Linked DNA regions of Mus musculus: region 2 is linked to region 1. Evidence: chromatin contacts called from public HiChIP or PLAC-seq data. All regions are on one chromosome and are shown on one strand. The core of a region is the stretch at or near the end of the contact, and the rest is flanking DNA. Distances in the headings are between cores, read along the strand shown.

What was found. HiChIP or PLAC-seq counts read pairs in DNA pulled down with a chosen protein or histone mark.
Region 2: an HNF4G HiChIP or PLAC-seq map of pancreatic cancer cells shows a contact between it and region 1. The contact joins two enhancer-like sites. A contact is called at or near these places in 3 of 39 promoter capture datasets (cranial neural crest, liver and pre-B cells), 1 of 15 datasets of contacts at CTCF or cohesin (the NIH/3T3 cell line), 1 of 484 Hi-C or Micro-C datasets (the G1E-ER4 cell line) and 5 of 115 datasets of contacts at active chromatin or transcription factors (the HPC-7 cell line, bone marrow-derived macrophages, embryonic basal ganglia and 2 more).

The regions. Positions count from the first base shown.
Region 1 is chr1:156,732,074-156,737,228 of GRCm38.p6, reverse strand. No RefSeq gene overlaps it. Among named protein-coding and RNA genes, the nearest start is that of Gm39683, 9.8 kb to the left of the region's middle. Within about 2 kb of position 2,693, at least 36 of the 459 cell types and tissues checked have an H3K27ac peak or open chromatin away from gene starts, as enhancers often do. A contact at or near this core is called in the HPC-7 cell line and pancreatic cancer cells, where this site is marked.
Region 2 is chr1:157,044,895-157,050,049 of GRCm38.p6, reverse strand. No RefSeq gene overlaps it. Among named protein-coding and RNA genes, the nearest start is that of Gm30568, 34 kb to the left of the region's middle. Within about 2 kb of position 3,204, at least 33 of the 459 cell types and tissues checked have an H3K27ac peak or open chromatin away from gene starts, as enhancers often do. A contact at or near this core is called in the HPC-7 cell line and pancreatic cancer cells, where this site is marked.

The sequences.
Region 1 (5,155 bases), core at 1,444-3,943:
GGGAAGGTACAGGGAACCCTGCATTGTCAAGCTCCTGCCACCTTCCCAAGCCTTCCCAGACATATCCTGGCAACTCCATGAGCATGGCCCTCTGCTCTTCCCTCCCACCACAGCCCGGGGAGCCTGGAGTCTCCTTCCCTCTGCTCTGTCTTCAGTACTGGTTTTCTCTGAGGTCCTACTCCAATGCGGCATCCTCTGAGAAGCCTTCCCTCACCATCCCACCCTCCTTCCATGGGTCCCAGCAGCAACTGTTTGTCTAATAAGCAGCCAGCATCCTTGTTAGAAACCAAGACAGTCAGTGATGGAGGACTCTTCAGGAGCTTCCATTGTCCTGGGGACAGGCTGCTGAGACCACAGAAATGCAGAAGCAGCCATGAGTGACAAGACAGGCACTAGGTGGTGGAGTGGGGGGGGGGTGTCACTGGGGCTGTCACTCTCCTGAGGGCAGGACTGCAGGACCACCATGCCCTTAATGCCCAGTTCATGCAGTGTTGGTCTAGAACCCAGAGTTTCAGGCTGGAGAGATGGCTCAGCGGTTAAGAGCACTGACTGCTCTTCCAGACATCCTGAGTTCAATTCTCAGCAACCATATGGTGGCTCACAACCATCTGTAATGGGATCCGATGCCCTCTTCTGGTGTGTCTGATGACAGTGAAAGTGTGAGTACACTTTCACTGTCATGAATCTTTAAAAATGAATCTTTAAATGAATCTTTAAAAAAAAAAACCACCCAGGGTTTCCCATGTGTTAGACAAATATTCTTTTTTTTGTTTGGTTTGGTTTGGTTTGGTTTGGTTTGGTTTTCCGAGACATGGTTTCTCTGTGTAGCCCTGGCTGTCCTGGAACTCACTCTGTAGACCAGGCTGGCCTCGAACTCAGAAATCCACCTGATCCTGCCTCCCAAGTGCTGGGATCAAAGGCGTGAGCCACCACGCCCGGCAACAAATATTTTTCTAACTAACTGAAGTACATCTTTAGCTCATACTGTGTGTGTGTGTGTGTGTGTGTGTGTGTGCGTGTGTGTTTTGTTTGTTGAGAAAATACTTTTTAATTAATATATTTTACAAATACACTGGAGAATCATGCAATGCTGCCTGCATTGGATAAAATTCTGGGCCACAGGCCTGCAGACTCCTTTATAACTGACCTGAGATAGCAGAACCTTTTATCTCCTCTTTATTGTATACTCTGACCCCTGCGTTATCTTTCAAAATAAAGCAACACCCTATCTTCTCTTCTGTATGACTTTCATTGTCACATGACTCCTGCTGGGTGAACCATTTTTTTCTTAGTTCTTGTTTGCCTTTCTTAACTGTGCCCACACCAGCAGCAGGAAGTGTTCAGCTGGCCCTTGATTCCCTTCACAGAGATGACATACGAATTTTTGGTTCCTGTAATGTCAGCAGAGTTGACCCAGGGAACTCCAGAATGTCACTCCAGGGGACCCACCCCATGTCCTTACTTCAACATCTTGAAGGCCTGGAAAGAGTCAGAAAGGAAGAAACGACAAGAGTCCCTAGTTATGAACTCCATACTTTGTATTCTTAATGGTGTCCTGGGTAGACTTACCAGATCTAGCAAATGAAAACACCACAGAGGATACTCTTATTTTAAAATACTGTCATCTGAAGTAGCCTACTACCAGGCTCCTACTGCCTTGTGAGTCCCAAGAACAAGGACCCAGAGCCTGTGACCTGCTCTCTGTAGGTGCTCAATAAACACAGAAGGGCTGTTAGAGTGTGTACTGGCTAGTTTTGTGTCAACTTGACACAGCTGGAGTTATCACAGAGAAAGGAGCTTCAGTTGAGGAAATGCCTCCATAAGATCCAACTGTAAGGCATTTTCTTAATTAGTGATCAAGGGGGAAAGGCCCCTTGTGGGTGGGACCATCTCTGGGCTGGTAGTCTTGGTTCTATAAGAGAGCAGGCTGAGCAAGCCAGTAAAGAACATCCCTCCATGGCTTCTGCATCAGCTCCTGCTTTCTGACCTGCTTGAGTTCCAGTCCTGACTTCCTTTGGTGATGAACAGCAACATGGAAGTGTAAGCCAAATAAACCCTTTCCTCCCCAACTTGCTTCTTGGTCATGATGTTTGTGCAGAAATAGAAACCCTGACTAAGACAGAGTAGCACTCTGGTACTGCAGTGTGGATGCCACACTTTGTATACACAACACCTACTGAGAGGATCCTGATATCTGTCACAGCTCTATATGTGTGTCACCTCTGACCCCACAGGATAAGAAAATAAGAGCAGAGGCTGGGGAAATGGCTGCATGGGCAAAATGCCAGCATGAGGACCTGAGTTCAGATCCCCCACACCAACCTAAAAAGCTTAGCATGGGGAACAGAGACAGGCAGATATCAGGACTCACTGGTCAGACTAGCCAATCGCTGAACTCCGTGTCCTGTGAGAGACTGTCTCAGAAACTAAGGTAGAGAGATACAGACGCCCAACATTAACCTCTGCCCTCTACACAAACACACAGGAACATGCCCCCCTCATACATAGCAGAAAAAGAAAAAGAGGAACATTTTAGTTGATGAGAGATGGAGTTATGTGGAAACTGGCATGTTCTCAGTCGTACACGCAGGACATAAATTAAAATGTCACTGGAGAGCACTTCCCTCTCTCTAAGAAGATGCCTCCTCCCAGACGCCCTGCCTGCCCCATTCCCACCTGGCAGGCTCTCCTAGCCTCTCCTCTGCTGGCACCGTGTAGCTGGGACCTGGGTGTTTGTTTCATGAGAGAGTGGCATAAAGGTTATAGCGAGACTGGATTTGGTGTCTAGCTCCTGCTGGTCTGGGGTCCTTGAAAGTTGGCATCAGCTCAGACACAAGTGACAAATGTTGGAGCAGCCACAGAGACCCAGGATCAGAGCTCCCATCTGAGCACCTCCCATAGCGGATGCTGGGGTTCACAACCACACCCCATATTGCTCTCCAGAGGGTGAGTAAGCCCTCAGGGCCCAGCCTCTTCCAGGACTGCAGATGGGGCCCTGGAGAGCACGAAGTTCAACCACCCCCAAATCCCATGAATAAACTCAGTCTTCACTCTGCTTCATGAAAGGAACTCTGTCCTGGACCGCCCTGGTCCCTGCAGCCCTCAACCTCAGAGGTTTGTGTTGCTGGAGGACCTTCTTTGAGCTCTGACAAGGACAAGGAAAGGCTCTGTAGGCAGTGTTTGACTTGTGGGTGGTTGTTTTTTTTTTTTTTTTTTTCTTTCATGGCTACAAACCATCGGCTGTTGAAAAATTTGAGTTTACTTGTGAATTGCCTGTCTGTGTTTGTGAGTGGAGGAAGGTAGGACTGAAAGGTTTCAAAACTGTTTTCAGTTTCTGTGTGAGTTTCTCCGGTGCTTAGCGTTTCATTGAGAATCCCATATTTATTTCTGTGCCATTACATCATTGTTTGGCGCATTTTATAACCTGAGGTGGAGAGAGCTGCCCTCCTTCTTGGCACTGGAGTCAGAGGATCACATCACATCACACCCAGCAGAATTTAGGACATGATCCTGAATGAGGTCCACTCAGCTCTGAAGAGGGACACAGAAACACTGTGTGTAACGGCGACGGAAATGAGTTCAAGGCGGAAATTCGCTTGTACATACTATTCCTTTGTACGCTAGAGAAACCTGTAATGGATTTCTTCCACAGATCAAAAACAAAATTAGATGTAAAATGCAACAAAGGGAAAAGAGAGGGCCAGTAAGATGGCTCAGTGGGTGAGGACGCAGACCTGAGGATCTGAGTTCAATCCCCGGATCCTCTCAACGGTGAGGAGAGAACAAAGTCCAGAAAATTGTGCTCTGGCCTCCAGACATGTGTCACGGCAGACATGCCCCCCACATACACATACGCACCTACATACACACACACATGCACACCCGCGTACACACACACCCCTACACAGACACACAGATATATACACACCTACACATATACCTACACTCATGTACACACACACACACTGACATATGACATTCTGAACATGTTGAAAATAACTAGCATTCCATTTCCTTGGTCCGCTGCTGCTTAGCTGGTCCTTTGAATGCGCTATCCTTGACAGCTGTGTGGGACACCAAAGCAAAGCAGATAATTCCAGTTGTTTATGAATTCTTTAGGAGCCCTTGGGAGTGAACTGTGCTGTATTTGTGACAAGCTGTGTCTGTGTTACTTCTGCAGGCTCCTGTAGGAGGACAATTCCATCTCTAGGCAAGTCTACCCATAACCTTTCTAAAATTAGCAACAGTACACAAATGTAATGAACCTAAATGTCCAATGAGAGGGCACACGTTAAATAAATTTCATCATATCCTCAGCATAAACTAGTAGAGACCTTCTAAAATGTGGTGGTAATGTAAAAAAAAAAACATTGTGACAAACTGGGCCTAGTAGTTCACACCTGTAACCCCAGAATTTTAGAGGCTGTGACTAAAGGACCTGAGCTTTCTGTGAGACTGTCTCAAAACACACACACACACACACACACACACACACACAGAGAGAGAGAGAGAGATCACAAAAGAATATATATGATTGATATGTTGTTAAATTAAACATCAAAAGTCGATTTTTAGGGGAGGGAATAGCTCAGTGGTAGAACACTTCCCTGGATTCTATCCCCAGCACTCCAAAGTAAAAATAAAGAGCAGATTTCAAAAGAATCCACACAGGAGTCCTGGGGAAGACAGCAGAACAAACACCTGTGTGTCCTTGGCTCTTCTCCAAGCCTCGTGTAGATAATAAAATGAGCCTTTATGTCTTTGTTTGCTCAGGGTGGCCCCAATCCTCCTGCCTCAGCTTCTCACATGCTGGGATTATAAACACGTGTTAACTATTTCCAACTTCAAAGGCTATTTGTAAAAGTGTATACCTGCAAAAATAGATAAAACTTTTTTTTTTAAAGTCTTTCTAGCACCAGGTATGGTGGCTATACCTGGAGTGACTGTACTTGAGAGGGAGAGTTAGGAAGATCACGAATTCAAAGCTAGCCTGGCCTACACGTGACCCAAGAGACATGTTTATCTCAAACAGAACAAAAAAAATATCAACTGTGGACATACATGGGTGAATGAGCCACACAGAGAGTCCCGGCATGCCGCTGGAGGTAGACCCCAGGTGAGGGTCGTGCACAGGTCCGTGTAGGGCCAGTCAGAC
Region 2 (5,155 bases), core at 1,955-4,454, 310 kb before region 1:
CAGTGACTTCCTACACATCCTGTGTTTTCCAGCTCGTCCTCTCCTTCACCAGAACCCAGCCACCAGCAGCTTTCCTCTGTCTTTGAAGCATTAGACTCCGTGGCTTCTTCTCCATGACAGAACAGCCCTCTATCTCCTCAACAACAATAATAACAAACAACAACAAAGTATATTCTTACTCAGTGGGTCAGGGAAAGCTGCCCAGGGTGTGACCCCTGGAGTGATATCTGTGTACCTCTCCCTAGCCCTCGTCACCTCATACAGTCATGGAGATTTCTCTGGATAAGATTTCACCCATCCCAACAACCACTGATAACTGGGCAGCAGCTGGCACATGGCATCTGTGCCCAGGTCTCCTCCATAGCACGGGTCCTGAATTCTGTGTGGGAGAAATAAAGAGAAGGAGGAGGAAGAAGAAGAGGATGAGGAAGAAAGTTCTATACCTTTAGAGCAATGCAGATATAGAGTGTAACAGGACCCCTGTTTATTAGCCTGGACTTTTGGGGCCACTAAGACTCCATACGCACAAAGAGATGGGAGCTGCTGGGGCAGAGAGACCTGAGGCACAGCCCTTCTCAGCACACACAGCTGCCAACCTCTTCTCCCTTCAGACTTCAGACATCCTCAGTCAGTGAGGCAGCTTCCTCCTCCAGGTTCTGGGATCTATAGCACAATGGAGACCTGCATTAAGTCCTAGGAGCAAGTACACAGCGTAGAGCAGCTCCCTGGAAAGAGAGCTCAAAGTGGGATGAAGGAAGAAAATAGGATGGAAGGAAGCCTGCTGGTGAGAAGCTGGACCAGGCCAGAAAGGGTCCGAAGTGTGGCTGGTTAGCCTGTAGAATACCGGGTAATGGGATGACCAGGCTGGGCTGGCACTAATGGGGTCCTGGGGATATCTTAGGCCTAGGGTAGAACAATGAAGGCAATCACTTCCTAACACTAAGGTAATTGGGTAAGCCAAACCAAGTGTGGTGACTTGTACCTATAATCCCTACAAGAGGCTTGCCATGAATTTAAGGTCAGCCTAGGCAATACATTGAGATCTGCCCCACCCCCAAAGTGAGCAGGGGGGCCTCAGTGAACCCTCAGATCCACACTTAAAATCCACGATGTTCAGATTTGGTTGGAAGAAGGGAATAAATAGCTGTGTCTATTCTCCAACCTTACCACACAGCCATACTCTGGAGCTGAACCGGTGACCCAAGCAAAAGCCAATCCAGACTCCACCCTGCTCTGGCATAAGGCAAGTTTCTGCCTGCCTGTGTGGAGGAAACGGCTAAGCGTGGCCTCTACACTTTCAATCCAGCCAGAGCCTAACTTTAGCCTATGCAAAACCACGCCGGCTGCCTCGGTCCATCTTGCACCTGTGGTATTTGAATGCCTGTGCTGCCGCCCGGTGGGGCCAGTTCTAGGGCTGAAAACCTTTCAGATTCTTAAACTCTTTGTTCCCTTAGCAACCAACTCCCTCATACCCTCCCACCCCACAGGCAAAGCTGTTCTTCATTCTGCCCTGTGGGTGGGCCCCACGACCTGGAGGGGGCTCACAAAGGTTGCAGTTTGGAGCAAAGTGGAGGTTTGCGAGGTTTTCTGTGGCCCTGTGGGAAGGGGTAGAGTTGGGGGTAGAACCTTGTTTGCCCCGACCCTTCTGACTGCTAGCCTTTTGTTCTTGTTATGGCTCATTAGTTCTCTAAACAGAGGTTGAATAAGGAAAATGAAAGCAGAAAAAAATGGGGGAGGGAGTACTCTAGTAAAAGATGTGGTGGGGAAGGAAGTTAAAACCAACCATCATGAGATTTCAATTATCCCACCCACTGACCTCTTGCTGGTGCATAGCCAGGGGCCAGAATTAAATGCCACACGGGGACATGAAACACATCTTATGCCTGTTATTGGTCTTCAGTTTGAAAGCATGTGAATCCAGCCCCAGGATGCTGCACTGGGGCTCATTCATTGGAGGAGACCAAGCCCTGCCATGGGGGTGTCTAGGAGCACCAGGCTGAGTGTGGAGCTCTAAGATTTAAAGGGGTTGGGCTGTAGGCACGAAGACCATACAAGAAGCAGAGAAGCATCTTCTGCACACCACTTCCTGGAAGATGGCCAGAGTCTTGATGTCTGGGCCAGAGGAATTACAGCGCTTTAGAGGAACATCAAGGAACAGATCTGAGCCGTGGGAAGAGGCCAAGCAGTAAAGCCCCAAGTGCCCCTCTGGCAACAAAGGTGGGCCTAGCTGCCAGGAACATTAGGTCCAGAGTTGTTGCTCTCTGCTTTCCACCTCCTTTGTTCTTTCTCCTCATTGCACTGTCAAAACAAGATGCTAAGGCTCAGCACCATGAGCTGCATAGTTCTAGAATCTCAATGGTCCACTAAAAAGTGGCCTGGGGATGGGGGAATGCCAGAACCAGTGGAGAAAGAGGAAGCCCTGAGATAAGTTCTATCGGCCTGTGTGCTTGCTGTGCAGAGTTGTTGACCCCACTAGGAGCCCTGTCCCTACCCTGTCCATAGGGCTCAGTCAAGTCCTTGGCCCCTCAAGAGGCCCACCTTCTCCAAGGGAAGAGCTGCTGACCCATGTCCCTGGAATCCTTCTGACAGAAATCACAGACCACCAGTTTAGTTCCTACCTAGAAAATCGTGCCTCTGACTTAACACCATATCATCACTATATTGTTTTATAGACAGCAAGGAACATGGAGATACAACTCAAGCCATTTTTGGCAGTTCCATATCCCACCCTGAGTTAGGATCATAAGAGCACAAGGATTTGCTAAACCCACCCTCCAGATCAACCGCACAGTCTCAGCAGCTGTTACCTTGAGAGCTGGAGGTAGAGCTTCTATGGCAAACCCTAGCCAGAGGGCATTGTCCACACTGACCCTCGCTAGGAAGCTTTCTGGCTTTGCAGATAGGGAGCCTAGAAGAAGGTACTGGAGCAAATGTGTTGTCACAGTTTCAGGCTGTTTCCTCTCTGTGTAAAGCATGGCATCAGATGTTGACCAGCAGGACAACTACAGGAAATAAGTTCCCCAGGCTCCACCTAGAGAACAGAGTGGCATTTCCACCACGTGCAGTGTGTCTGGAAAAGTAGAGGAGGTGCTCACTCTTCCCTGTTAAAGTGGAGAAGAAAACATGCCTCGGAGGGGCCGGGCTATGGCCAGGCTGGGGATGTGGCTCAGTTCAGAGAGTGCTTGCTTTGCTTGCACAAAGCCATGACTCAGTGCCAGCATAGCATCAAAACAGTCAGTGTGAAAAGTGCCTTATGGAAAGGGTGGTGGCTCATGCTGTTAGTCCTAGCACAAGGGAGGTAGAAGCAGAAGGGTGATCATTGGCTACATAGTGAGTTTGAGGCCAGCCTAGGCTCTATAGAAGACCACCACTTCATTAAAAAAAATTTTTAAAGAATTTTTTTTCTTCTTGTAAACTATTAAAGCAAGTAGATCAGTCATTTGCGTTCTAAAACATACGATTTTGTCCCCCTAGACCATGGATGAATAGATGTCACGCAGATACAAAAATGTAGAGATGCTGGGGGAAGCAACACTTCCCGCTTATATGGTATTGTAGGGCTACCTTCGCTCTCATGGCTGCCCCTCATGCTCACAATAATTTATTTACTAGACAAAAATTAGGGTCTTCATTTCACAGAAGAAAAAGAAGTAGGTTACACGTTACATGGCTTCTCAAAAGCCTACCTCTTTCCAAGGGGCAGAGCTGGGGTTAAAACCTGGGTGCTCTGGCTTTAAATAATTTAACAGGGCTCTTCTAGCTATGCCAGGGATGTTTAACTGTGTACTTAACAGGAGATCCTCAAAGAGGAAAGGGATGCTGGCTTCTCTGTTTTATCTATGAGAAGTGTTGAGGTAGATGAGATTTTTTGTGTATGAGAAGTTTCAATGTGGTTTTGTTGAAGTTTCAAGGTTTTGTTGAATCGTCGGAGAGTTTAAATTGAAAACTCACGGACCCATGCCATGATCTCTCCAGCCTGCAGTCACCACACAGGGAGCCTCACTTGGAAGTGAATACAAGGCAAAGAGGGGTGGTGACACCAGCCTTAGCAGCCCAGTCAGTTCCAGGAGAGCTCCCAGCATGCCCCAGCTTGTGTTCTGCAAAGGTGCGTGCTACAAAGTTTGCCCCACCATGTAGCAGTATTCGAAGGTTAGTTGCTTAGTTCAGTTGCTGTGACAAAATACAGAACAAAAGCCACATAAGAAGGAAGGGTTTATTTTGGTTCATGGTTTGAGGATACAAATCGATCCTGGCAGGAGAGGCATGGTGGCCAGGGAGTGAGGCAGCTTGTCACATTGGGTCCACTGTCACAGACTCAGACAGCAGGGAAGGAGGAGTACTAAGACCGCACCCCCCTTTACTCCTACAGGATGATGCTGTCCACTGTTGGGGTGGGTTTTCCCCCCCTTGGATGAACATCTCTGGAGACTCACTCACTCCTACCAGCATGTTTGCCTTTGAGGTGATTCCAAAATCTGTCAAACCGACAATGAAGATTGATCATCACAGAGAGAGTGGGGTCTTTAAGAGGCAAGCTTATCGGAAGGCAGTTAGGTCCTGGAGCAGTGTCCTAAGGCAGGATTCATTGTTCTTGAAGAGTGGGCTAGTTCTTGGGCCACCAGAATGTTGTTCATTGAGGTTATGTATGCCATGTTGTTGATACCATCTGCCTACAGTACTTTTCTTTTCATTTCCTTTCCTCTGTTGAGTTGTGCTACATGCCAGAACACCAGCACGGTGCTGTGTGGACCCAGCAGCCACCAGAATCATGAACACAATAAGCTTCTTTATCTATTAAGTTAATAAGCCCCAGGCATCTCTTTAAAGGGACACAAAATGGACTAATTAATATGGGAGAAACCACTCTCTGTTTGAATGAAGGGTTCATGGACTGACATTACACGGTGCTGTCTGGCCAACTCTGTGGCTCTTTCTCAGGTATATTTAAAACTTGGGTTCATAACCTGCCCAAACTTAACCAAGTTCTCCGGCCCCCTTGTCTGGTGACAGTGCTTCCAAGTTTCTCTAGGCCCGTCTTTCAGTGAGATTTATGTTTATTCTAAGAATTACTCTAACACATCAATTTTCCATGGTGCAAGGACATATAGGATGTCTGATACCATAATTCCTAAAATACCCATTACAGGTTGTAAAG